Linked DNA regions of Mus musculus: regions 2, 3, 4, 5, 6 and 7 are each linked to region 1. The links are chromatin contacts, called in public Hi-C and HiChIP or PLAC-seq maps. All regions are on one chromosome and are shown on one strand. Each heading gives the region's core, a stretch centred on a gene start, on an enhancer-like site or on the middle of the called end of the contact. The rest is flanking DNA. Distances are from core to core; before and after follow the strand shown. Region 1 holds the start of Smim15 (small integral membrane protein 15). Region 2 overlaps Gm31452 (a long non-coding RNA gene). Region 3 overlaps Gm31452 (a long non-coding RNA gene). Region 4 has its middle 42 kb from the start of Gm31715. Region 5 has its middle 37 kb from the start of Gm31715. Region 6 has its middle 16 kb from the start of AI197445. Region 7 has its middle 9.2 kb from the start of Gm31803.

The links. Hi-C and Micro-C count contacts between places; a contact is called where the count stands out from the background. HiChIP or PLAC-seq counts read pairs in DNA pulled down with a chosen protein or histone mark.
Region 2: an H3K4me3 HiChIP or PLAC-seq map of embryonic basal ganglia shows a contact between it and region 1, with 7 times the contacts expected there. The contact joins the enhancer-like site here to the promoter of Smim15 in region 1. A contact is called at or near these places in 5 of 115 datasets of contacts at active chromatin or transcription factors (astrocytes, embryonic basal ganglia, embryonic forebrain and 2 more) and 2 of 9 other capture datasets (adipose tissue and embryonic stem cells).
Region 3: an H3K4me3 HiChIP or PLAC-seq map of forebrain shows a contact between it and region 1, with 12 times the contacts expected there. The contact joins the enhancer-like site here to the promoter of Smim15 in region 1. A contact is called at or near these places in 2 of 39 promoter capture datasets (embryonic stem cells and hippocampal neurons), 1 of 15 datasets of contacts at CTCF or cohesin (large pre-B cells), 17 of 484 Hi-C or Micro-C datasets (B cells, the Ba/F3 cell line, the G1E-ER4 cell line and 11 more), 23 of 115 datasets of contacts at active chromatin or transcription factors (the 230-238 cell line, the NIH/3T3 cell line, astrocytes and 16 more) and 3 of 9 other capture datasets (adipose tissue, embryonic stem cells and liver).
Region 4: an H3K4me3 HiChIP or PLAC-seq map of neural tube shows a contact between it and region 1, with 6 times the contacts expected there. The contact joins the enhancer-like site here to the promoter of Smim15 in region 1. A contact is called at or near these places in 12 of 115 datasets of contacts at active chromatin or transcription factors (acute myeloid leukemia, craniofacial prominence, differentiating embryonic stem cells and 9 more) and 2 of 9 other capture datasets (adipose tissue and pancreatic islet).
Region 5: an H3K4me3 HiChIP or PLAC-seq map of forebrain shows a contact between it and region 1, with 8 times the contacts expected there. The contact joins the enhancer-like site here to the promoter of Smim15 in region 1. A contact is called at or near these places in 6 of 484 Hi-C or Micro-C datasets (cerebral cortex, cortical neurons and uterus), 8 of 115 datasets of contacts at active chromatin or transcription factors (acute myeloid leukemia, astrocytes, differentiating embryonic stem cells and 5 more) and 1 of 9 other capture datasets (embryonic stem cells).
Region 6: a contact with region 1 is called in an H3K4me3 HiChIP or PLAC-seq map of neural progenitor cells, with 5 times the contacts expected there. The contact joins the enhancer-like site here to the promoter of Smim15 in region 1. A contact is called at or near these places in 4 of 39 promoter capture datasets (the 3T3-L1 cell line, the SN4741 cell line, hippocampal neurons and 1 more), 3 of 484 Hi-C or Micro-C datasets (bone marrow-derived macrophages and embryonic fibroblasts) and 18 of 115 datasets of contacts at active chromatin or transcription factors (cardiomyocytes, craniofacial prominence, differentiating embryonic stem cells and 15 more).
Region 7: a contact with region 1 is called in a Hi-C map of nephron progenitors, with 2.3 times the contacts expected there. The contact joins the enhancer-like site here to the promoter of Smim15 in region 1. A contact is called at or near these places in 1 of 484 Hi-C or Micro-C datasets (nephron progenitors), 7 of 115 datasets of contacts at active chromatin or transcription factors (T-cell acute lymphoblastic leukemia, embryonic basal ganglia, embryonic forebrain and 4 more) and 2 of 9 other capture datasets (embryonic stem cells and liver).

What each region holds. Positions count from the first base shown.
Region 1 is chr13:108,042,722-108,046,166 of GRCm38.p6, reverse strand. It overlaps Smim15 (small integral membrane protein 15), which reads right to left and starts at 1,693. Exons shown (of 3, transcript NM_001048250.2): 1 at 1,681-1,693. It overlaps Gm41055 (a long non-coding RNA gene), which reads left to right and starts at 1,696. Exons shown (of 5, transcript XR_003950673.1): 1 at 1,696-1,961.
Region 2 is chr13:107,071,621-107,075,065 of GRCm38.p6, reverse strand. All of the region lies in intron 1 of Gm31452 (a long non-coding RNA gene), which reads right to left. Among named protein-coding and RNA genes, the nearest start is that of Gm31452, 9.7 kb to the right of the region's middle. Within about 2 kb of position 1,600, at least 122 of the 459 cell types and tissues checked have an H3K27ac peak or open chromatin away from gene starts, as enhancers often do. A contact at or near this core is called in adipose tissue, astrocytes, embryonic basal ganglia and 1 more, where this site is marked.
Region 3 is chr13:107,100,215-107,103,659 of GRCm38.p6, reverse strand. The region is part of intron 4 of Gm31452 (a long non-coding RNA gene); the gene reads right to left. Among named protein-coding and RNA genes, the nearest start is that of Gm41051, 20 kb to the left of the region's middle. Within about 2 kb of position 1,884, at least 105 of the 459 cell types and tissues checked have an H3K27ac peak or open chromatin away from gene starts, as enhancers often do. A contact at or near this core is called in the 230-238 cell line, the Ba/F3 cell line, the G1E-ER4 cell line and 6 more, where this site is marked.
Region 4 is chr13:107,166,914-107,170,358 of GRCm38.p6, reverse strand. No RefSeq gene overlaps it. Among named protein-coding and RNA genes, the nearest start is that of Gm31715, 42 kb to the left of the region's middle. Within about 2 kb of position 1,533, at least 135 of the 459 cell types and tissues checked have an H3K27ac peak or open chromatin away from gene starts, as enhancers often do. A contact at or near this core is called in craniofacial prominence, embryonic basal ganglia, embryonic forebrain and 3 more, where this site is marked.
Region 5 is chr13:107,245,355-107,248,799 of GRCm38.p6, reverse strand. No RefSeq gene overlaps it. Among named protein-coding and RNA genes, the nearest start is that of Gm31715, 37 kb to the right of the region's middle. Within about 2 kb of position 1,664, at least 34 of the 459 cell types and tissues checked have an H3K27ac peak or open chromatin away from gene starts, as enhancers often do. A contact at or near this core is called in cerebral cortex, cortical neurons, embryonic forebrain and 2 more, where this site is marked.
Region 6 is chr13:107,484,300-107,487,744 of GRCm38.p6, reverse strand. No RefSeq gene overlaps it. Among named protein-coding and RNA genes, the nearest start is that of AI197445, 16 kb to the right of the region's middle. Within about 2 kb of position 1,959, at least 65 of the 459 cell types and tissues checked have an H3K27ac peak or open chromatin away from gene starts, as enhancers often do. A contact at or near this core is called in the SN4741 cell line, bone marrow-derived macrophages, embryonic limb bud and 2 more, where this site is marked.
Region 7 is chr13:107,512,041-107,515,485 of GRCm38.p6, reverse strand. No RefSeq gene overlaps it. Among named protein-coding and RNA genes, the nearest start is that of Gm31803, 9.2 kb to the right of the region's middle. Within about 2 kb of position 1,520, at least 4 of the 459 cell types and tissues checked have an H3K27ac peak or open chromatin away from gene starts, as enhancers often do. A contact at or near this core is called in nephron progenitors, where this site is marked.

The DNA of each region.
Region 1 (3,445 bases), core at 444-2,943:
ATATGCCCAGCCCTCAAAAGAGGAAAGAGGAAAAAGAGGCTAGTTAAGAGAGCAGCACAGAGAAAGAAGAAAGGAGAAGGCAGTTTTACCAGGAGAGTTTTACAGAGACAGGCTGGAGAGAGAGAACAAGCTAGACACAGGTGAAGACAATGAGCCAGAGGATGAGAAGCCAGAAGAGCAGAACACATTGCTAGAGTCTGAGGTCAAGCAGAGCAATTCAGAAGAGGAGAAAGAGAAGCCAGATTGAATCAGTCAACTTGGCGAGGAGTTTGAGCTAGAACAGCTAGCTGAGTAAGTGAGTTAGCCAGCACACAGGAAGAACAAGAAAGGATGCGCTTTTCAGCAATAAGTCTCAGAAGCTGAAAACACTCTAGGCCTAGATAAGATTGTGTGGAGGCTAGAAGCTTCCGGGACTAGGCCTGGGTTAGCAGACTGAGCAGTAAGCCTCAAAGATGACAATTACAACAGGAGAATAAAAGATACCTTTACAGTAAGATTAGAAATGGAAAAAAAAAAAAAAAAAAAAAAAAAACCTCTAAATTCTCCTCTAAACACAAACAAGTAAAAACATCTTTCTATAATAGTATAGCCTCTTAACACCTATTTCTCCCTAAATTACAACTGCAAATGTCCCAAAATAAGAGTTCTAATTCGTAGAAGCCAAGTATTCTACGTAAATTATTTGAGTACTAAAGTTTTGTCTGAATAATAATGACTTTCACTAACATAAAAAAAATCAAGCTGGCTGGCTGACATGTTACAGGTACCATACCCATAAAGATTTTTAATCTTTGCGTCTACTGTTGGGGATCCAACCCAAAGCCTAGTAGAGCACAGTAGACAGATGCTCCACCGCTGACCAACCAAGAATTTAAACTGCTTGTACTTAAGAATCCTCATTTATTCGTTGGATTGGGTACATCGTTACAAAGTCAAACACTATGCTTTGCTCTTTAAAGGTTTTGTGGTCTGTAGTTCAATTAATGTACCTTACAAGAAAATAAAGAATTACCAAAATAATTATGGTACCCACAACCCGTCACATCAAGAAAACTATCACTGGATTTAACTTCCATGTCCCCATGCTATCTCCGTATTTGTATCAGAAACCATGCCCCTACTTTCAGCACATTAAACTTTCTGGAGACGTTAACCATCCAGTCCCTTGTCGCTACGCCCTCGCCCAGTTGTAACCAGTTTGCAGGAAGGTCCAAGAAAGATCGATCTTTCTCGAGTCCAGTAACGAACTAAATACAAGTCTGCGAAATCCGCCCAACTTTGCAAATAAGACTAGCGCGACTTGATGACTAGGCTATGGCAAAGTTACGGTCCACAGGCCACACATCTCGAGAGCACCTCAGTCTCGCACCAAAACATCCTCGCCTTACTTTCAGGCACATTCCTTCACCTCACAAAGCCTAGGGGACCCGGAGCTGCACCAGGCGTCTCTAGACTTACAGCTTCTCTCCTAACTTTCCCCGCTTAGCATTCTCCTTGCCCCGGGCCATGTCCACGGCCATCAGTCGGCCTCACCGGCTAAGGACGCCGCCCCGCCGAGCGAAGCCGGGCAGGACCCGCGGTCAGGAGCTCAGAGAGCCGGGAGAGCCCGGCCACACGCTCAGCTTAGGCTACAGCAAGCCACCGCAGCCCTAGGGGATCCCCGCTCCCATTCCCACTCACCGCCAGGCAGGAAAGTGGAAAGCGGAAGCCGCTCCGCTCAGGTCCCGCCCGAAGGCGGGGCGGGGCGGGGCGGGATGAGGAAGTGGCGGGCGGGTTTCCGGCGGCGCAATGTCTAGAGCCATAGCGGGAGGGCGGGGAGGGGCGGCGCGGCGAGGCGAGGCGAGGCGCGGAGGCTTCGTGTCCGCGGTCGGGGATGCTGCCGCGCGCCGCTTCGTGTGCGCTGCAGGTGGGGCATCGTGGCCTCGCGTCCTGCGTGGGACGCCGGCGAGGAGACGGAGTGGGTGAGGAGTTCGTCCAGGGGACTCTCAGCCCAGAGAGCCGCAGCTAGACACGAGGGGGACCCCGCAGTCTCCTTAGAGCCTTCTCGAGGCCGTGGAAGGACTGGCGTGTTCCCTAACTCGCCCCTCACTCATGCTGTAGAGTTGAACAATAGTTAAATATTTAAAGATTTGGCCAAGCAGCAGCCCGGCTGGGATGTGTCCAGTGAACCTTGGTAGCAGGGGGAAATGCTGCCACGCTGTGGGAAAGAGGTTCCGTTGTTTGTTTTTCATTTAAGAGCCTAACTTACTTCACAAAGGAATGGTCGATACTTGCCCCAAAGTAAACTGTCAATAATTAAACTGTCAGGGCATAGAGATCGCAATACATAAATAAAGGACTTCAAAAAGTCAACAAGCAGAAAGGGGTGCGTTAAATGGGTCTCCTAATCTACAGGGACGGAAAGATTAGCTCTGGTTTGGTTGGTGCTCAAATTTTGTGATTGCTTGCCTGAACTACTTGCTCTGTTTGACTGCCTCTGGCGAATGTTGCAAGACCTCCTCGCTGTTGTGTGCCAAATAAAGCAAGTTTTTATTCCTGAGAGACTGTGAGCGTTCCCTTTGAGGAGCAAGCCGAGACATGTATGAGTAGTTAGAGTATAACAACAGTAACCATTATTTACCAAGGAGCAGACTTTGGCAGCTAATCTAAGGATCTAAAATACTGCTACCCGGGTATATGCTAATGGCTGCATATTGTAATGGCAGCCGTGGTTTTCTTATTCTTGTGTGAAAGCCTGAAGGATTGCTTAAAACCTGTACAAACAAGCGTACCCATAACCGGCTTGTATCCATAACCGGCTTGTATCCGTGACATGTTCACTTCAGTAGATGGTTCCTCACAAGTTCTGCCTCCCAGTGTGTTGCTCTGTTTTATCTCTAAAGGACCCAGGGTCCCCGCAAGTCTTGGGAATAAAAGGAAGCAGTACCGTAAGGAAGGAACTGAGGAGGGGGTGCACCAGCCTAATCGTGCACAGTACACACACTTACAACGGAGAGAAAGAAAGCAGCAAGCTTCTTTGGCTATTGGAGACCTAGCCTTCACACTCAGATTTTAGGGCTCTCTCTTCTGGTGTATTAGGCAGGCCTGTGCAAGCCCAAGAACAGCATAGAGGTTGCCATGGAGGACAGCCTTACTGGGGCCTGCATTACCTTAACCAAAGATGATAAGTAAGATAGGCTCCCAAACCATGGGCTGACTGTTCCATGGCGAGGTCAGCTTTCTAGTCTCTGTACTGATGCCCCTACAGCACTCATTCTCTCTGAGCCTTTTCCTCCCGTATATCTAGAGGGCATTCTAGTTGACCTCTGATCATTCGGGCCCCTTCAGATCAGTAAATTAGTGTATCTGGCCAGTCCCCTAGCTCTTTATCCTTTCTGGGAGAGGGAGTAGTCACGGGTTTGTTTGAAAGACTCTTGCTATGTAGCCCAGACTCTACCTGAGCTCT
Region 2 (3,445 bases), core at 351-2,850, 970 kb after region 1:
ACATCTGAGATCACTGAGCTGCTCAAAACTTCTTTTCCAGCTTAGATGAAGTCACGCTGCCCTCCTGCCCTTGGCCTATTTTGTGCATTTTCTATCATTCCTGGTCCAACCTTCTCCTCCACTCCTCACATCTGAGCATGAACTTTTTACCCTGTCTTCCTATCACCTAACTCTAGCTTCTACAGAAAAATCAAATTAAGCTAAATCTCAATCAATCAACTACCCTTTCCAAAGATATCTAGCACACTCTTGTTGGGGTTAGCTTGGGTGCTGCTACATATTCAAATGCTAAATTCTGTACCCCCAAGATCTGCTTGCCCCAAGACTACTCCCAGTACACCAGGTTTTGTTGTGTAAACCTTGCCCCCTAATTTAAAACTATTGGTTAAATAAAGATGACTATAGTCAGTGACTGGAGGGAAGAGAGGTAGGTGGGTTTTCAGTTACCGGGCTGGGGTCACAGGTAGGGACAACTAAGAGGAGGAGAAAGGAAAAAGAGGAGAGTGAATGAGGGGAAAGATGTAGAGAATACGAAGTCTCCATTAGACGTGGGGGACCAGCAGCACAGGACATAGTGAAATGACCCCCCCCCCCCGCCCTCCAGCCCCGGACAGACTGCTCGAACAGAAATAACTTGGAAGATTCAAACAGCAAGTTCTTGGGGAGCATGGCTGGGAAAGTAGACAATCTAGCAAATAGGAAATTAGACTAGGAGTATTTATTTAGCTTTTGCACAATTTCCTCAGTAATTGTGCAAAAGCTAAATAAATAAATCATAGCCTGGTTGCATAAACTTGGAAGCAAGGTGGGGACAGGTATAATTCATTTAATTTACACACTCCTAATTTATCATTATGGCTATCATTATAGATATCTGGCCTCCTTCCCTGACTTTTTTTTTTTTTTTTCCCTAACAAGACAATTCCTTGCTATGTGGTCTGAGGCTGGCCTTGAACTCACTATGTAACTCAACATGGCCTCAGACTCTCAGCAGTCACCCTGCCTTGTTTTCTCATGTTCTGGGATTACAGACCTGAGCCACCACCCCTAGCTCTCTGTCTGATTCTTTGTACCTTGTTTTAGCTTTGTTTTACAAAGTTCTCTAGGAGGTGATTTTTAAGTTTTACTTGCAAACTCAGACATCAGCATTACCAATAACATAAAGACTAACAAGGAATCTAGAAACCAATGTTTGCTTTGCCTCTTAAAGGGGTGGACAATACCACAGTACTCTAAAGCAGGCGTGTCCGACCTTTTGACACTGAAACATGACATTACCTCCTACAAGGCTCATACTCGTGTACAAGAACAAATGCCAAAAAATACCTCTCGCGTTTAAAGGACATTTATGACTTTGTGTCAGGCTTCACGTACGGTTCTCCTTGGTGACATGTGCCCCGCGGGGGACACATTCTTTAGGGCAGTAAGCCTACCATTCCCAGCAAAGTGAACCCAGACTCATTGCTCTCATTTCCACCTGACTCAAAGCTACTTAGTGGGGGACTGTTTCTAATCCTCCCGTTGCTACTAGGAGCAGGTTGCTATGAGCTCAGTGTGTGATTCCAGGCCTGCTAAATCACCGCTTTGTTCAGGCATTTCATACTCATGGGAATAGTTCACGGAAAAACAAAAAAACGCCCACACCCCAACCCAGGAGCAGACAGCGCTGTACACAGGGGCGGTCAGAGCTGCTGCTCCCTCCTTCTCAAGCCAGGATTAGATCAACAGAGTTTGGGGCTGAAAGGTTCCCTGTTACGAAAGTCAAAAGGAACCCTGCAAGGACAGCCGATTAGGAGAGGGAGGCAGGGACAAGATAAAAAAGCAGGGCAGACAGACAAATCGGACGCAGGAAAATGGTTCAAATTGAAGCAGGCAGGTGGGAGCAAACAGGGAAGGACTGTAAGTGATGCCGGTCACGTGGGCAGCCTCTTCTGCCACGCTGGCAAGCCATTAAAATCTGCAAGGAGCAATGCATCCAGGACGATTTTAGCAGGGTGCCTGTCATAGGCACAAGAAAGGGAAAGCTGCACAGCGGCTTAGAGACCAGAAAAATGAGAAAATGACCTAAGAGGTTTTACAAATCTATTCACATTCTTAAAAGGTACTTTCGGGCTACTGCCTACCTATCACCGGGGAGTATCTCCAGCTGCAGCCCTGATGGATGGGGGAAGCTGTCTCTCTAGTACTAGGAACGTCCAGAGTTCTGTAGGAGGGAAGGGAGTCCTGGAAACTCCCCGATGAGAATAATCTGGATCCATATGGGGTGTAACATTCTATCAGCTTGTGAATTTTAAAAACTATCCTAAGGCCCAAAACTAATCCTTCCATTATGGGCCGCTGCCTGCTGTGCTTCGCATGCATTATGTGAAATGGATTATAGCTAGTTTTTCAAAGTCAGCAGATTGTTATTCACCCATATGTTGACAATCAGTTTGCTGGGCTCTCTTTGGCTTTCCTAACAGGGACCCTTCAACCCCCAACTCTGCTTCCTAATCCTGGCTTGAGAAGGAGGAGAGCCCTGGCCGCCCCTGTGTACAGCGCTGTCTGCTCCTGGGTTGGGGTGTGGGCGTTTTGTTTTCGTGAACTATTCTTATGAGTATGAAATGCCTGTGGCTATTCTGTCAGGGCCTCCATGGAGAGCAAACATTCTCCTCACTCAAAAGTCCCCACCAGCAACACCATTACCTTTTCCATTTACAAACTGCATCAGATACTTTTTATTACAAATAAAATGTTATAGTATCTATAATTTAAATATCATTACTTTTATAGGATCTATAATTTATCTAGCTATAGAAACTTATATCTAAAATGATAGATTATGTGAAGTATATTACAGATTTCCAATTGTGTAATTTACATAAATTATGTGTTACATATAACAAATACTATATATCATAAAATCATAAGAAACTAATTTTATAATATATATAATCTTCATATAATTTATGATACATATAACTTTTAAAAATTAAATAGCCTCTGAACTTTTGACAGGTTTTACTCTTAGCTTTTTAACTATTCTTTATTTTGTTGGGAGAGTTTGAGCACACTACAGTACAAGTGGGAGAGTCCAGTCTCTCTTTCCATCATGCGGGTTCCAGATACTGAACTCAGGTTGCTAATCTTAATGGCAAGAACCTTTGCCCACGGAGCCATCTCACCACACCATATATAATTTTTAAAGTAAAAGCCAAGAGATATTAATATATCTGTATGTAACTAGTACTATTGATTTTTTTTTATCTAAAAGGTTCTTACATAGCATTTATATGGAAAGATGTACATGCACATTTTAGAAACCTATTGAAATAGTTCACTAAAAAGTAATGGCACAGGGCTGGAGAGATGGATCAGCGATTAAGACTGACTGCTCTTCTGGAGTTCAAATTCCAGTACCCACATGGTGGCTCACAACCATCTGTAATGGGATCTGATGCCCTCT
Region 3 (3,445 bases), core at 635-3,134, 940 kb after region 1:
TATTAAGGATCAGCCCTTAGTGAGGCTTTCTTGGGTTAAGGTTCAGGGTCAGGCTCAAAGGTTCTCAAATGAGGTAGGTGGCTATTGTTACTCCCATCAGTCGGGAATAAGACCACCACCACAGTTTAAAACCAAATCGTAAACAATCACACTTTGCAAGGGCTTAAAAAGACAAACCTGCAAGGCTATTGCAATTCCCGTTAAAGGTGAGCATAAACCCAGACGTATTTCCTGCCTATGAATACTCCCGCACCTACATTCAATCAGGGGTGAGAATACATCCTGAGGTATTTTCTGCCCACGAACCTCCGGCCTACCTGTGATCAACCACATCTGGTGCAGGCGAGTGAAACTTGTTTAGAGAAATGAAAACATCAGTAACCTCCGGTGTCTAATTTTCGTTCTCACACTGTGAGGGGGAGCAGCGATGAGGACGCACAGGGTCCATCTGGGCAGGTATGCGCCTGCTCTTGTAGCGCCACACCCATAGGGAAGCAGCTTTGAATGTGAGGGCCACACCCACAGTCTACACTCTTTAGCCTCTGCCTTCCTCCCTACCAATTCAGCTGCTCCCTCCACTTATTTTGTTTCATTTTGCTTTTAATGTTTCCCAACACTGATTCCCCACTATTCTATGTAGCTGAGGATGACTTTAAACTTCTGTCTCTGTCTCCCAAATGCAGGGATGCCATCCATGCTCGGGCACACCAGCTTGCTTGCTTGCTTGCTTGCTTGCTTGCTTGCTTGCTTGCTTGCTACTTTGATTCTGGACTTTTCTGAGTTTCTCTTGTTGGCTGCTGTCTCTGACACATCTGGCTGTCATCCATGAGTGGTCTAACCTCCTGGGCAGATACCCATTATTAGATCTATTTTAAATATGATTGCCTTAGGCCAAGTGACAAATTCCTAATCAGTCGCTCACAGTCAGTTATCGGGATCAGGTGACAGAAGGCCTGCCACTGGGCTCCAGAGGTAAAATCTGCGCATGTCCACTACCGCATCAGTCACAACAGAGTGCAAGTTTTTCTTCACAGTCTAGTTCCCTGCAGGACACTAACCCTAAGACCGGTAATGGCATCTTCCTCTTCACACCTCCAGCACAAAGCTGGTGCCGGGTAGGCTCTCAGTATAGCTCTGTCAAAGTTAATTGAGCCGACAGTAAAAGCAGACAGCCAAATTTGAATCGCAGGGATGATATTTCTCTGCTGCTCAATGAGTGCAAATTACTTGACCTTTCTGAACTTTCTCCTCCTATGTAGGAAGGTCTTTATTGCACGCCACAGAAATCCACTGTTACAGATTTCTTCTCAGATAACAAAAGATAAATGCACTTAATTTACAATATAAAAACCTTCATGATAAATATTAAATAAGACATCGGCATACATGTCGCCTCTCTGGCTGTACCTCTGCCATGTGTTGTAACTATGTGCAAATATGTGTTCCTTCCCATCAGAGGGTCCCAAAGAACGGGATCTGGGCTTCCCTAACTTCTGTATCCTTGTCTCCTCCTACGCTAAAGCTCTGCACAAATTAATAGTGTGAAAGGTCAGCAGATTCAGGTACCGCTTGTACTTAAAATCTTCACATTAGGGTTTTTTGTTGTTGTGTTTTACAAATCAAACACTGGTCGCATGAAGCATCATGCATACATTAAATTCAAATCTATCTATCTTCGACAATTCAGAATGCTGAACAGTTTCTCAGAGCAAATGAAATCGAGGCTCATGGGGATCCAGTCTTTCAGTGTGTGTCTCCATCTACTGTATTTACAGGAGAGTTGCTCCCTCTCAGAGTGACTTTCCTCAGCTTCTCTCTGCGGACAGTCAAGCCGCAGCCCTGGGATACGAGTGCATGTCCTCAGCAGCCACTAGGGGGCAGGCTAGCGTCTCTTGCAGAGTACTTACCCCCAAGGGCAAGTGAGTCTAGAGGAAACAGTAAATACACCAGTTGTGACCGCGTTGTTTCCAAATGGAAAAATACACGCGGGCATGTCCAGATTCTCATTTCGTATTCCTTTCGCTGGATATGTGATCCTTCGGCTCAGCTTACCTCTTGTTTTCTATTTCCTCCTTCCAAGTCTTTCTCCTACGGGTTGCAACAAATGAGCCTTTTTTCCCTTTGAGAGGCTTAACCCACAAAAACAAATCAGGAGGTGACACAAACACTGCATAATTTAGTTAGTGAAGGTTTGATGGCTGAGGTTTCATTTGGGTTTCTCTTAGAATAAAGCCTGATTTTTCTCAAGTTTTTCATGTATTAAACAGCTAGTCAAGATGAAGGGGAGACAGAGATTCAAAGAAACAAAATAAAAACAAACAAACAATGAGCGGGAAAGGGATGGGAGGTCTGTTATAGAGGGAGATCAGAGAATAAACAACTGCTGAAAGATAGCTTCAGAAAAGAAGTTGACCTGAGGGTCCTATTGGTCCATGCCAAGATATCAGCACCAGACAGACAGCTGTCTGCTGCTGGCTGGAACTTCCGCAATTGTGACAGCTGCTTCCTCATCTGGAATGAAAGTGATTTGGACTAGATAATCTTCTAACTCAAAAGTGGGTCTGTGCCAAACGAGGGAAAGCATGGGGTGGGTGTATAAGAAAAACTCTGGGAGACTCTGAGAACAAACAAACCGAGTGCAAAGCCAGAATTATCTACCAGAACACCTGCTTGCAGACACAGTATGTCCTCCCAGATAGAGCTCCGCCCCTACCTTGCCCCTGACCTTCCATCTACTACTGCAAGCCCAGGGGAGGTGGAAGGCCTCTGAGCCCCAGGAACTACGGAACAACGGGACTGGTGTAAGAGAACTGGTGTGGGCTGAGACTCTGAAGGAGACATTTTCAACCCTAAATGACAAACTACTAGCATTCTAACAAGAACTTGCTCTATCCTGGCTAGGGGAATATACACCCCTGGGGACTGGGTCGATCTTCTGTCCTGGGTGGTTTGAGCTGAGCTGCAGGTGTCCCTGTGAACATTATATGACATTTAGGAAAAGCCAGTATCTTTTGATCTTGCCTGCACTGTTGCAATTATACTAATTTCATAGCACCCTAATAGTCAACCAGGCTGTGGTTTCAAAGCTAATACTGTTCTCTAACATCATGATAACCGATTAATTACTATTTACCAAGCTCACATTTTCATGTTAATATTTCTGAGAGCTGTCTCCACATAATCACCATAATTACTGGTGATAGAGCTTCCACCCCTTAAAGTTAGATTACTTATAGCCAGTGTCCTTATAGGTGTAAAATATTACTTTACACATAAAATATACATGTATGTGAAAAAGTCAACATAAACTGCTACAAATTTGCTTCATCTGCAATTTCAAATATGCACCACTAGGGGGATGATGCTATTTAAATGGTCACTCTAGGGCTCAGTTCTAAAATGCAGATTCCTAGGCCTTGCGGACTTAAGAATTTTCTGAGTAGGA
Region 4 (3,445 bases), core at 284-2,783, 880 kb after region 1:
TCCAGGCATGTGTTTGCTGCTTTGCAGGGTCTTCCTGTTTTTGATCAGCTTCATGGGTTGATCCCTCCTGAACTCCTAACACGGCTAGGCAGCTTTTAATGGAGAAAGGCACAAGAGGGACTAACAACTATTCCAGCCTTTCCTCAAGTGAACACTCAGGGTTTTTTTCCCCCTTCTACATTATCAAATGCTATAGTACTTTAAACTTCTCCCATCATTAAGCCCTCTGAGTGAAATATTGGACTGATTAATGTGGCATTTTCCACTAAACTGTTTCAGGAAATGTTGCACCTTACCAGTGGGATGCTTTTGAATAATGTAATCTCCTTAGTATAATTAAAACTAAGTTCTGAAGTTAGTACCTTTTATCCCTTGAGGCACTCATCAAAATGTCAAGTGTTCCTTCTAGTAAAACTGCAATCCCATAATACAAACAAATATATTACCCACTGCTCCTCGTGAGCAAGAGGCCCTTGTTGCTTTTTTTTTTTTCTTGTCACTTCATCCTGGGGCGAGAAGCCTAAAAAATATAGTCACCGAAAGCCATTTAGACTCTCACCACTGACCCATGTTCTGTGACAGTACCTGGCTTGCATTTACCAATATGTCTTTTGACTGTCTTCAACAGGTGAACTCCTTGTTGTTGTGTTGCTATGGATGCATAGAAAACAGTGTGGATATTTAAAGTCATTTGCTTTCTTAGGGCTTTTGTGTGGTTTAAAGGGGGAACGAGGAGTCAGGGGGGCAGCCCCCTACTCTGACAGAGAAGCACTTAGAGAGCCTCACAATTCCAAAGGCCTGACTTTTTTTTTTTAAGCAGATTTTTAAAAACTGGCTTGGTAGAGTGTGATTAAAAATGGGAAAATGAATGATTAACATTATTGACAACATTTTCGTCATTACCTCCTGCAAGGTGTCAGGGACAGCCTGACCTCCGTCAGGGCTGCTTCTAGAAGGCCTGCTCTTATGACTTATGCCCTCCAGAGGAACAAGATAGAGTGTAGGAAGATACAGAGAAATGGTGTCAGAGTCTGCCCTCCTCTGGAACAAATAGCAAGTCTGTGAGGCAAGCTCATCGTGCAGGCTTAGGACACTTACTTCTGGCTACCGGAGAACCTTGTATCTTCTCACAAATTATTGGCTTCTTCTAGAAAAACCCAAGACGTGTCAAAGGTTGGCAAGGAGAGCCCATTATTTTGGTCTTCATTTCACTTCCTAGAGAGCCTATTAGCTTCTCCCCTAGAGCCTACACCTGTCATGCAGGAGCCCCGGCTCCAGATATGATGGCCCTGCCAGTCTCCATCTGGGAAGGAGGTGGGAGGAAGTGACAAGGGACAGTGCAGACACTTGGAGACAGAAGGAGCCCAGCAGGACTTTGAAAGTGAAAGAGTCAGTGCTGGAACGTGCTTCTTAGCAAATAATGTTTTCATTCTCAGAAAAACACGCTCCTTTCCAGTCTGCGAGCCAGGCCGACTGCCACTTCCCTTTGCCTGCCAACTAGTCATTAGCAAACAATGAGCAACAGCATGAGTGCGGAAGAGAAAGGGGCGGGCATGCGCAGCACAAAGCAGCGGAGCCGTGGGGGTCAGTGAGGACAGAGCACCCAAGGGCCAGGCTGGATGTGGCTCTCAGCGAGCTGCGGACTGAAAAGAAAGGTGAAGCTAGGCACCGCTGAGAAGTGCTGCCTTGACAGTACAACTGAGCCGAGATACACCCAGGGAATTGGATACCTGAAGATGTATTCAGCCAAGCGTTTGTGCGGCTGAGCCACCGGCTGGAATAGAATGTTTCCTATGCCCAGCCAAAGACAGAAATGCTTAGAGCAAATAATTCAAGAAAGTGGTCCCCTGAACATCCAAGCCCAAGCTGTTTGAATGAGAGACTCTTCAACATAATTTACATGAAACCAGCAATGTATTGGGGAGAGCCTTAGACTGTCTCATTATGATCCACAGGCAAGAATACATCCAGAATGTGTCTGCTCTTGAGACAGCACTAAACCACAGATATCGGCCTAGGCAGCCGCTCTTGCTGGCTGCTGAGTTCAGGTCCTCTTTCTCTGCATGGTCTCTCCCGCTTCTTGCTTGTTCATGCTTTTCTGCTTCTTTCTCCAGATCATGTCTAATGTTCAAATAGCCAAACATGGTGGCTATATCCCCAGAGCTTAATTGTCCTCCATTCAAATGAACCATAAAATTGAACCAACTATTCATTCTCATTCACAATTTCTAGAACAGACCATTTGCTTCACCCGACTTAGGCTCGTCTGTTTTCGAAGCAGGCGCGAGCTGGAGCATGGTGATTAGCAGTCACTCCTGTTCATGGGGGCACAGTCCTGAGGGCTGGGGCTAGGAAGCAGGGCTGAGAATAAACACGCTTTACTACTGACTCTGAATGACTTCAACATGTAGCAGAAATTGTTTTATTAAATGGAGAAATAATAGGCCTTTGTCTTTTTTTTTTTTTAAATAAAAAGGGTTGCAGGATTTTTTTCCCATTTCTGAAAGCTTTTAAAAGGAGTGTGGAGTCAAAAAAAAGACACTAATTTGTCACCTATCATATAGAACAGAGGCTCTCAACCTGTGGGTCATGAGCCCTTTGGGAGCCAAAGGTCTGTTTCACAGGGGTTGCATAAGACCATCTGCATATCAGATATTTACATTATGATTCAAAACAGTAGCAAAATTATAGCTATGAAGTAGCAAGGAAAATAATTTTATAATTGGGGGTCACCACAACTGTATTTAGGGGGTCACAGCATTAGGAAGGTTGAGAACCACGAAATAGAGGAGCAATACCTGGTTTAGGAGCTGGAGGATGTGAGGGCTTCTCACTGTTCCCCTCAACTGGCTGTTCGAGCAAGCTATACAGCCTCCCGGCTGTTTTCTCATCTATAGATGCGGGATTATAGAAGCCACCTGACCATGTCTAAGTGCTAGAGAGTGAAAACTGCTGAACATCTGGGCTAAGTGGGAAGTGAGCAGTCTGGGCTTCCCACAGCTAGAAATTCTAGGTCTTATGGCCCACGAGGCTATGCTAACTCTGGATACAAGTAAGACAAATAGCACAGTTGCTCCAGTCACCCCCAGCCTTCCTTGTAGGTCTTGGAGAGGGCCAAGCTGCACATTCTTAGAGTGAAATCTAACAGAGCTACAATTGTACTTTCAGTGAATAATAAAAAACAGTGCTGAGAATAATATGAAGAGATAAGATAGGGATTCTCTGCCGGGACGGGTGGGGTGACCAGGTCAGAGGGGTGGCAGATCTGGGACTGATCCCGTTGTTCGGCAAAGTGATTTAGCAGGGCTAGAGTGATGTTTGTACAACGGAGCCAAGGCTAAATACTCCCACCTAGGTGTCAGAGGGACAGGAGGGAGTGACCTCTGCCGGTCCATGTGGATGCATCTGGGCTGCCACCTGGTGTCCCTTTCCTCTTCAACCTTCA
Region 5 (3,445 bases), core at 415-2,914, 800 kb after region 1:
AACTCTGTAAAACCCCTTTGTTTTAACCTGGATATGTGACTTCACTGACCTTCACCTGTGAGATCCGTGAACCCACCAGAGAGCTGTCGCCTAATAAACCTGCCTCTATCTACTTTAAATCTGGTCTAATCTGGCCTATATCTGCATCACCCAGGGAGAGAAAAGAAAACCTGGAGAGACAAAAACCTATCAGCCACGAGAATCAAACATTCTTTTCCACCTCCTCAAATGTCTGCCCCTGCTGGAGTATGACTTTCCTAGATGGCATGGGCTATAGGGATTTCATGGGTACCATAAACAAGCAAAGCCTTCTTTGACCTTCTCCTCTGAAGAGCTAAGCCTCTGGACCTGTGGGAAGCCCTGTCCCTTAGAAGGGCTGACACTAGGTTCTTCCACCTACAGAAAAAAGCGCAGAGCAGAGTGTCCTGCGCTAGCTGGAAATACTTAACTGACGTGCGGGCTGTATTTTTCTTCCAGTTTGCCTGTTTGCTTTGAATCACACCAGCCGGGGCTCCACACCTACGCGCCTCATTTGTCAGCCGAGTTTGTGAGGAGTGGCAGTTCTCCTGTACACATCTTAATGATGTACAAAAAGACAGTTTTCCAAAAAAAAAAAAAAAAAAAAATCAAAACTGTCAAAAAAAGAATGCTAAACAACAGAAGTCCCTAATGTCCTGTACTCAACGAGTTTGGCACTTTGATAAGGAAATTGCTCTCCAAGGAGCTAAAGCTGTCTTCACACTGCAAAAACACCTTGGGTTCAGAGACTCCCTCAGTTTGGCCAGCTCTGAGCCCCACCCCCTCATTTCTCCATCCCCTCTACATCCCTTACCTACACCATGATTTTAGACTTGGGTAGCTCTCAACAATGTCTCCACAGCAGTTTTCTTTGTACTGGAAGAAAAGTTTAGATATTTGGGGAGGGGGAGGGTTGGTTTTTGTTTGTTTGTTTGTTGGGGTTTTTTGTTTGGGGTTTGTTTGTTTGTTTGAGGTTTGTTTGCAAGGGAGGGAGGGAGAGACAGAGACAGGCAGACAGGCAGACTGACAGACAAATACATACGCATATCACTTGCAGAGAGTTTCCAGCTGTTTAGATTTTCGCCCAAACATGTGAATAAAAACTACAGGCAAAACAAGCCCTGCCTCTCATACCTTTTATGGATTAACAAATAGCCCTTACCACACTGATGCCCGTTCTTAATTGGACTGTGCTGTGAGGAGCAATTAAGCCTAAATGGCCACTTGCTGAGAGCTGGTGTAAGAAAGGCTGCTAGAGGCATTTGCATTCCCCAAATAGAGCACACATGCTTTGCTTTGGCGCCCATAAAAAAAGGAGATCGACTCCCTCTCTCTCTCTCTCTCTCTCTCTCTCTCACACACACACACACACACACACACACACACACACACACTCTCTCTCTCTCTCACTCGCTTGCTCGCTCACTCGCTCGCTCTGCCTCTCTCTGCTTTTTAGAGTGGGAAAGAGCCGTTGTTTCACACATTCAGTAGAAATTATTCGCAGAAAATTGTTAGACATAATATAATTTTTGTAACTTTTGTGCAAATGAGAGATGTGCCAGTGAAAGAGCTCTTTCTGTGGTGGGGAAAGGCAGTTCCCAGCACCACCCGCCCCACCCCCCATCCTCTGCGGCTACATTGTGTGTGCAAATGACGGATTGGAGCTGGCAAAATGAAGGCGAAAATGAGACAACTCCTGGGACACAAACAGACCCTCACCTGAATAGCGAGTGAATGGGGAAGGAACATGCAGAGGTGTTATCTTCTGGTGCGTTTCCACTCCTGAAGATGAAGGGAAACAAGAATAAAAAGACTGATGGAGAAGCGACCTGCCCCTCGCAGCCCAGGAAGGTGACTGCTGGCAGCCTCCAAGACATTTCCAAACCACGGGGACATGTGCATTGTTGGAGTTGGTTGCTGGTATTTATGTCATTTTTATTTTTATACAGACAAAGGAACAGAAGAAATAAGCTAGAATTTTCTACTGAACTGTGGAGAACGAGCCATTGAAACGGTTGTTTGCAGCTGCTTTTCTCCTAGCAAGGGACAAATCTATCGCTTTTATAAACATTATATTCATCATTACAAAAAGTAGACTTTAAAATGTGGGGAACAGGGGCAAATAATAGGAAGAAAATCACTCCGAATTCAACTACCCACCAATATCCACCATTTGTTATTCTCTGAGCACCATTCAAACATCCTTATGTATACATATATAGATTTTTAAAACTTTCACACACACACAAAAAATCATAAAACCAGCATCCTAAGGCCTATGTGTTTTAAAACTTTTCTGCTTTATTTTACTCTAAGAACAATAAAAACCCTATAATAATGTTGATAAGTTGGTGAACTTCAGAAAAAAAATTCTCTCCTCAACAAATAGTTTGTCAAAGAAGAAAATTAAAAACTGGAGTCGCACAGATTCAGAGCACTCAAAACAGAACTGGGCCTGGGGGAGGGGTACACTAAACCGGTTCCCAGATGAATCCACATCTGAGCCTTTGACCTGGACTCAAGACCAACTGATGCGAGCTCAGTGCTCTGAAATACCTGTGAGGCCATTCTGGGCCCCCTAAACTGTCCGGACTCCGGGACGACAACCAGTCTCTTATGAAAAGACTAGTTAACCTTTGACAGTGAATGAAAAAAAAGAAAAGAAAAGAAATAAAAAGGAAAGGATATGATTGCTCCTGGGCATGACAGAGGAGGACTGTATTGTAGATCTATGGGAGGGCATCGCCAGAGGTGGCGACATCCGGGAGATTCCAGAATGGACTTGACCAGATTGTACTTTGCCAGATGGGGAGACAGAAAGGGGATGGGAGAAGGGGGAGCCAGGTACAGCAGCCAGGAGGCCCAGAGGTACAAAGAGGGCGGTAACCAAAATGGTTGGATTCTACAGGGAAGAGCAGCTCAGCCCCTGAGCTAAAGAGTTCAGGGTAGAGGGCAGGGTATGCCAGCCAGGAGAGCCCTGGCAGCCAAGTCCACTTTGATATGCTAAATAGGAACTTCAGCCATTTGTCCCAGGTTTGAAACCTAAGAGCCAGCACCTATCTTAATTCCTCACTAACAAATCTCATAATAACCAAGGCCCTTGGCAGTTTAAAGCGATTCATTACAGCTACCATTTTGTAAAAAACATGAAATGCCTTTTCCCATCTACTGGAATCTGCATTTCCCCAGATTGCAATCCCAACTAGGCCCAAATAAATGCAATCGCCTTTGTTCTTGACTGGGCTGATTTTATTATCAGCTGGCACATTTTAATATTTAAAGCATGCCTCTCTGCTGCAGGGTGAAAAGAAGTGTCATTCTCTATGTACTGGAAGTACGGGTAAGAAAATATTTCCTTTGTCCACAGAGATTCCAATGGATTCCAATGGCAAGGAAATTGAAAATGGACTAGAGATTAACAGAAGAG
Region 6 (3,445 bases), core at 710-3,209, 560 kb after region 1:
TATATATAAGATCAGTCATGCTATAGGACCAGCTTCAATAATACATGTCTGCAATAATTTTCAAAGACGGCCCCTGCACTGAATCAATCTCACCTCCCATCATTCATCCATTACGTAGTTTCTGTTTCTGTGAGCTAGAAGGTCCTATGGCTTGCTGTTGACCACACACGACACGGGCTTTCTTTCTAGGACACCCTCTCTTTGGAATGAGCTGCCAATAGTAAAAAGCCCAAACCACCCAATGAAAACATACACAGTAATTCCAGCTGGCAGCTGGCACCAATGGACATCCTTGGACTTCCAGTTCTGTTGAGTCTTCAGGTGACTCCGGCTCCACCTACCATCTCACCACAGTGGGATGCTACAGCTCGAGTGAACACAAGTCAGGTGACCACAGAACTGCATGCATATATATTTAATATATATATACATACATATATGAACTGTCTTTAGATGCACCAGAAGAGAGCCTCAGATTCCATTACAGATGGTTGTGAGCCACCATGTGATTGCTGGGATTTGAACTCAGGACTGTTGGAAAAACAGTCAGTGCTTTTAACCACTGAGCCATCTCTCCAGCCCAGAAAAGTTTTTTTGTTGTTGTTTTTTTTTGTTTTTTGTTTTTTGTTTGGTTTTTTTTTTTTTTTTTTTTTTTTTTTTTTGGTTTTTTAGAGACAGGGTTTCTCTGTGTAGTCCTGGCTGTCTTGGAACTCACTCTGTAGACCAGGCTGGCCTCGAACTAGAAACCCGCCTGCCTCTGCCTCCCAAGTGCTGGGATTAAAGGCGTGCACCACCACCACCTGACTCAGAAAAAGATTTCTTAAACATCCCCTTCCACTAGCCATAATGAGTCACTATTCCAGTTTTCTGTGGCTCTATTCTATGCCTCTCCCGAAGAAAGCTGGCTAGAGGAAACCTCTGAAATGCACCATGTCTGTGTTGCTAACATATCTAGTAGATAGGAAGAAAGCAAGAAAGCAAGAAAGCAAGAAAGCAAGAAAGCAAGAAAGCAAGAAAGCAAGAAAGCAAGAAAGCAAGAAAGCAAGAAAGCAAGAAAGCAAGAAAGCAAGAAAGCAAGAAAGCAAGAAAGCAAGAAAGCAAGAAAGCAAGAAAGCAAGAAAGCAAGAAAGCAAGCAAGCAAGCAAGCAAGCAAGCAAGCAAGCAAGCAAGCAAGAAAGCAAGAAAGCAAGAAAGCAAGAAAGCAAGCAAGCAAGCAAGCAAGAAAGAAAGAAAGAAAGAAAGAAAGAAAGAAGGCTTCTTCAAATAAAATTCCAAGGACTTAACCCAGAAGATCCTGGAGTCTACATCCCTAATGGAGATAAATAGAGAGGACACCCAAAGGTCCAGTGGTGGCTTTCCACATTCTAAAACCTTGGTGGAAGACTTTGACCTGGTCACTGTTGCTTCGTGATACAGTGGCCTCTGCTGGGTCAGGTCCTTCCACTTAGGTCTTGCAGGCTTTGTTGAATATACTGGTACATATGAAAGGAGAAGCAAGCATAGGAAATAACTGTCTCTGTAGAAACCATGACTTATCCCTTATTCTCCTATTCCCTACTGATATTTCCCGAGAACAGAAGGGACACGCACAACCTCATCTACTTCAGCCTCCTCCGCAGCCACTTACTGTCTCAGCAACATGGCTTGGATGTGAATAGAAAGAGTACAGGAGCGTCTTCTGAGAGGGGCTCAGGATGCCTGCATCTGCCAGGGCTTAGTACTTCCAGCCCTTCACACAAAGGGCCCATGCAGGCCACCAGGCAGTGGCTCTGGCCTTCTGTTAGTTTTACAGGTTGCCCTTGTTGACCTGTCCTGCCCAGCTGTTGGTCATGCCCATGTATCAGCAGCACTGGTGACAGGGAAGGGGACTTCCCATTTACTCTGACAACAAGGGACTGGGCACTGCCAGCTCATCCTGTGATTTCATTTCCACTCTCAGCCTGTGAGTCAGAGCGGGGCAATTACTTAGAGCCTGTGTGTATTGTCCAGGATAGCGCTGAGCACAGGAGCTAACCATGTATAAGAACTGAGTGGGCTTGCTCACAAAGCCATTTCCTTCCCTTGAAATCAAACTTAATTAAAAACATGTTAGCCCCATTCTTCCCAGGGCCAGCACTGCCCAGTGCAATGTGTGATCTGCCTCTAAGGGCACCAGTGTGAGGACTCCTGTGCCAATGGCTCAGAGTCGTATGGTGCCCTACCACACTAAAAAAGAAAAAGGAGATTTGCCCAGATAAACAATTTTATGTTGGAAGTGGGCTGAGATGAGTTTTCCCAGGGACTCAGGTATAGTGTCTCATGCCTATAATTCTCAACACGTGGGAGTTTGCAACAGAGGGATTGCCCTGAGTTTAAGGCCACAGCTGCATAATGCATTTTAGGTCGGTCTAGGCTACAGAATGAGACTTGGTCCCCACAGCAAAGCAAAACAAAACAACCCCTCCAGAAATAATAAAAATAAATAAAATAAATAAAAATAGAACTTTAAAGCAGCTACCACAAGCACAGCTTTGTGAGTTTTCAGTGTTCTTACTTGGTTGAGCAGAAACTCCAGTTGTCAAGTCATTGTTGCTTATTAGCTGATGTGGTACCTCATCTGCTTCCAGGGAGTTTATGGCAGGCAATTTATAACACCTACCTTAAAACCAGAAGGAGCCAAGCACTGCCTTCAGGGAGTTGAACTTGCAGTGTGAGAGACTTCTCAGCTACATGGGGGCCTAAGGAGCTTTTCCCTCCAGCAAAAAAAAAAAAAAAGTACCAAGAAAATGAGGTCTAGGTAGGCATCTCTAGGCTCCTTTCAGAACATCTTCCAAGCTCTGGCGGTACAGCCCAGGTCTCTAGAGGGAGGGGCCTGACTCTTCCCCAGGTATCTGACACACCCTGCAGGCTAGCCTGGGGAACCAGTGCTGTTAGCCTCCCAGATGAAATCCCAGGGGAGACGGGAGAGAGGCCTAATCAGAAGAGGCGGGGAGTGAGGCTCAGTGAGGCAAGGCAGCAGCCTGTGTGCGAGTTGAGCTTTATCTCTGAAAGGAGAGCAGGATGTGCCAGGCAGGGTTTTTAATATTCAGGTTGGAAAGGGTTTTAAATGCGACTTGGCATCATCGGCAATAATCTAGTTTAATTTAATTTGCTGCAAAAAGATGCCACTTGTGCCTCTTACGCCGATGCGTGAGAAAATGTCCCCCACTCCCTCCCACACACACTTTCGTCCTGCTCTTTGCTAAATGCCTTGGCTACATTCCTGTGGCCAGAAGGCTCCCAGGGCAGGACACTGGAGCTACTGGTGCAGCTGGGGCTCATTCTCTTTATCCACATGGCCCAGGTCACTGGACTCAGCTCTGCTGTTTTCATCTCATGGGGGACGACTGATAGCCCAGCCACTACTGTGAGTTGTCCTCTGCTTCATTTCTCCTCCTGATACCTGTCAGGCACTGAGATAAAGAGG
Region 7 (3,445 bases), core at 271-2,770, 530 kb after region 1:
CCTCTTGATACACCACAATCCTGGTGGTTATCCTTTTTTATATCATTATTATTCCATCTTTTCCCCCATTACTGTATTAAGGTCATTTCTATTAGTCCCTCTTCTGTTTCATTGGCTCCCTCCTCCTTCATTTTCAATCTGCTCTTGAGCCCACCAAGTGGGTTTTTAACCTGTAGCTGTTCCTTCTGTGAAAATGTCCATGAGGTGTATTTTTATTTCTTTACTGAGAATATCATTCTATTAATTTAGCAGATTTTTTGCCCTTCCCTGGGGGAGTATTTTTACAATAGTTGCTTCCATTGTTGATTTTGTCGTTGTCGTCGACATAGATTGATTGACATCCTGTGAGTTGAGTGAATCTGTTTGCTTTTTTTTTTTTTTCTTTCAGGCTTTTGTATGCTGACTAATTTGGATCATGTTCTAGATATTTTAAATGTACTGTGATAAACGCTGGGTTTTTTTTTAATTCTATGGAGAACAGTGATAATTTTGTTAGAGAATTTTAACGGTTTGGCTTTAGGCAACACGGGACAAATGGTTTTGTGTGAGTTCAGCTTCCAACTTCAGTTTTGATTCTGTAAACCGTGTGCTGCCGTTTCGATTGGTCCTGTGTGTATGCTAACTTGCTGGCTAAGCAGAAACCTAGGTGGCAGTTTGTCTCACGATTCACTCTCTCGGAACATGGTATGCTCTTCAGGGTGAAGTGGACAAGTTGTAAAAGACTTGCAATCACGCCAGGGCTTTCCACTGACCAGGTTCCTGCTTTAACTCCATTAGACGTGCAGAGCTTGATATACCCTACTCTTCTGTGCACTCCCTGAAGCTGTGACCAGGTCCAGATGTAGAAATAAATGCAGCAGGATCTTGCTACAGATCCGCTGTTCAGAGAGAGGGCTAATCTTTCTGTAGATTTAGTCCCATGAGATTCTGAGCTGATACCCCTATGACATGTTGCTTGGCAGGGTATGAGACAATGTAAATAACCAAAAATATAGAGGAAATATCTTCCTATCCAAGCATTAGGAGAGATTTTCCTGCTGTTCAAGCTAGAACAAGTTGGCTGGGCCATGCACAGCTTTGCCAGGTATTGGGCAACATGGAATCCAATCAAAGAATAAGACCAGGAAAAATGAATGTGCTTCAAACTCTTGTCTCTATACTTTTTAGAGTCCGTGGATTCTGCAAGTTTTCCAGCTGAAAGAAACGAAGTTGGGTTATTCTATCCCAGAACTACTAGGTACAAATCTGAGCTCTCTGTTTCCTCAGAACTTTGTTTTTTGTACTCCGTGAGGGTTAAACACAGAACTTAGCAACCCTGTACCACCTCTAAGCCTGATGTGGTGCCTTGAATGTGATTTTGTGTCTAGAATTATTAGGACATATGGGCAGGATTCATATCTACCTCATCAAGTTTGAAGCCTCAACAGAAACGGCTAACATGGTTGGACACACCAAGGGAGGCTTAGCCTATCCCTTGATCCTAACTTCTGGCTACTTCTCAGATTTCTCTGTTTTGCTTCATTGGCTATGCTCTGAGCCGGACTGTCTAAAATGGTTTCTGTATTCCTACGTCTGGAACCTGAGCTGAACTACTTGGAACAGTGAGGGCTGACAGTTCACTCGCCACAGGTACTTCTGTATTACACAGCAAGGAAATTTCACAGGAGTCAAGTTTCTTAGACAGGAACTGGATTCCCCAAAGAATCTTCCTCTCTCATGTTTTAGCTTCATTCGACTTTGTGATGCATATGCATACCTTAAACCCTCTTCAGAGCAAGACAGAATAGAAACATGTAAATCAAGTGGAATAGAAACATGTAAATCAGGTATCAAGAGACAAAAAAGAGGTGCACAATAGAAGCGAGAGAGAGAGAGAGAGAGAGAGAGAGAGAGAGAGAGAGCAAACTCAGTTGATAAGTACTTGCTGGAAAAGCCTGGGGACCTGATCTCACCCCCCAAAACCCACACAAGGAAAGTTGGGTGTAGTGGTGCATGACTGTAATCCTAGTACTGGGAAAACAGAGACAGGCAGATCAGTGGGGCATGCTGAAAAGACAGCCTACCCATGCTAGTGAGAGACAGTGGGTCAACAAACAACATGGGTGTTACCTGGGAGGACTGACAATTGTATTGTTCTTTAACCTCACACAGGGGCACAAAATGCAAGGCATCCCCCAACACACACAGACACATGTATACATGCTTACACACACTGACACACACATGCATACATACACACATACACATGCATATGTACGCACATACACATGCACACATACACACACAGGACACAGTGGCTTCCCTAAAGGAATTTTAGGTAGTCTTTAACAGCACCCATGGTTTCCTAAAGGTTATGTTGACATGAAGTGTTGCATTTATTTAAAGGAAGAAGTAGACACATCAGACCTCCTTAAACATAGATTTGAGTTTATTGTTTTACTTAATTTCTAAAGAAGATAATATTTAGACCACCTAAAAGGATTAAAGAGAAATTTTTTTTAAATGATGTGATTTGCTAAAAGGTAGATGTGTTAGAAAAATCAAGGCATATTTTGGGCACCAGCAACCTGCTAGTTGGGCTGGAAATCCTGTGCAGTGCAATTCTGGGTGGTAGACTTTTTTTGCCTCATCGAAGTGTCCATTCACCTTGTAACTGTACCTTGATTTCCTTCTGATAACCATCATTTTCCAAGTCCCAGATGAGAAGCCGAGCAGGAGTCTAAGCAACTGGTTAATGGGAGAATGAAATGATTTAGGGATGGAGACATGAGTCTCTGCCACCAAGGAACCTTGCTGGATCTTTCTACTGAGTGAGAAGCTGAGCAATAGAGAGACCAAGCATACTCATTCTGTCTCTTCCATACTGTACCAAGCCTGAGGCTTCACTGCTACAAACAGATGGAGGGAATAGTGTACAGTGAGAGAATGCTTGGGTCCTGCATCTAGCCATACCTGAATATTCAGAGTGCTGTTCCAGACTCTCAGAGACTGGGGTTTGAACCGGGTGTTAGAGAAGGATGAGGGAAATAGTGCATAACTAGAAAAAGCTGAACATCATTGCAAGAGTGCGTGGCTTTTAGTAGTTTAATACTAAGCCATCTTTCTACCTTTGTCTCCCATGCAGCCCTGACTTTATTCTTTGCTCTACCCACTGAATTTACCACATTCCATTTTTGTATGAATTTATTTAGTTTTTATTATTTTTGAGCATGCATGTTTGTGTCTGTGGTATGTATGTATGTATGTATGTATGCATGCATGCATGTATGTATGTATATATGTGCAGATATTCAAGGAAGCCAGAGGTGTTAGATCGCCCATGGAACTGGAGCTGCAGGCAATTGTGAGCCATTAGACCTGGGTGCTAGGAACCAAACTCTGGTCCCCTGAGAGCAGTACATAATCTATCCACTGAGCCAGCTCCCTAGCCTCCACATTCCATTTT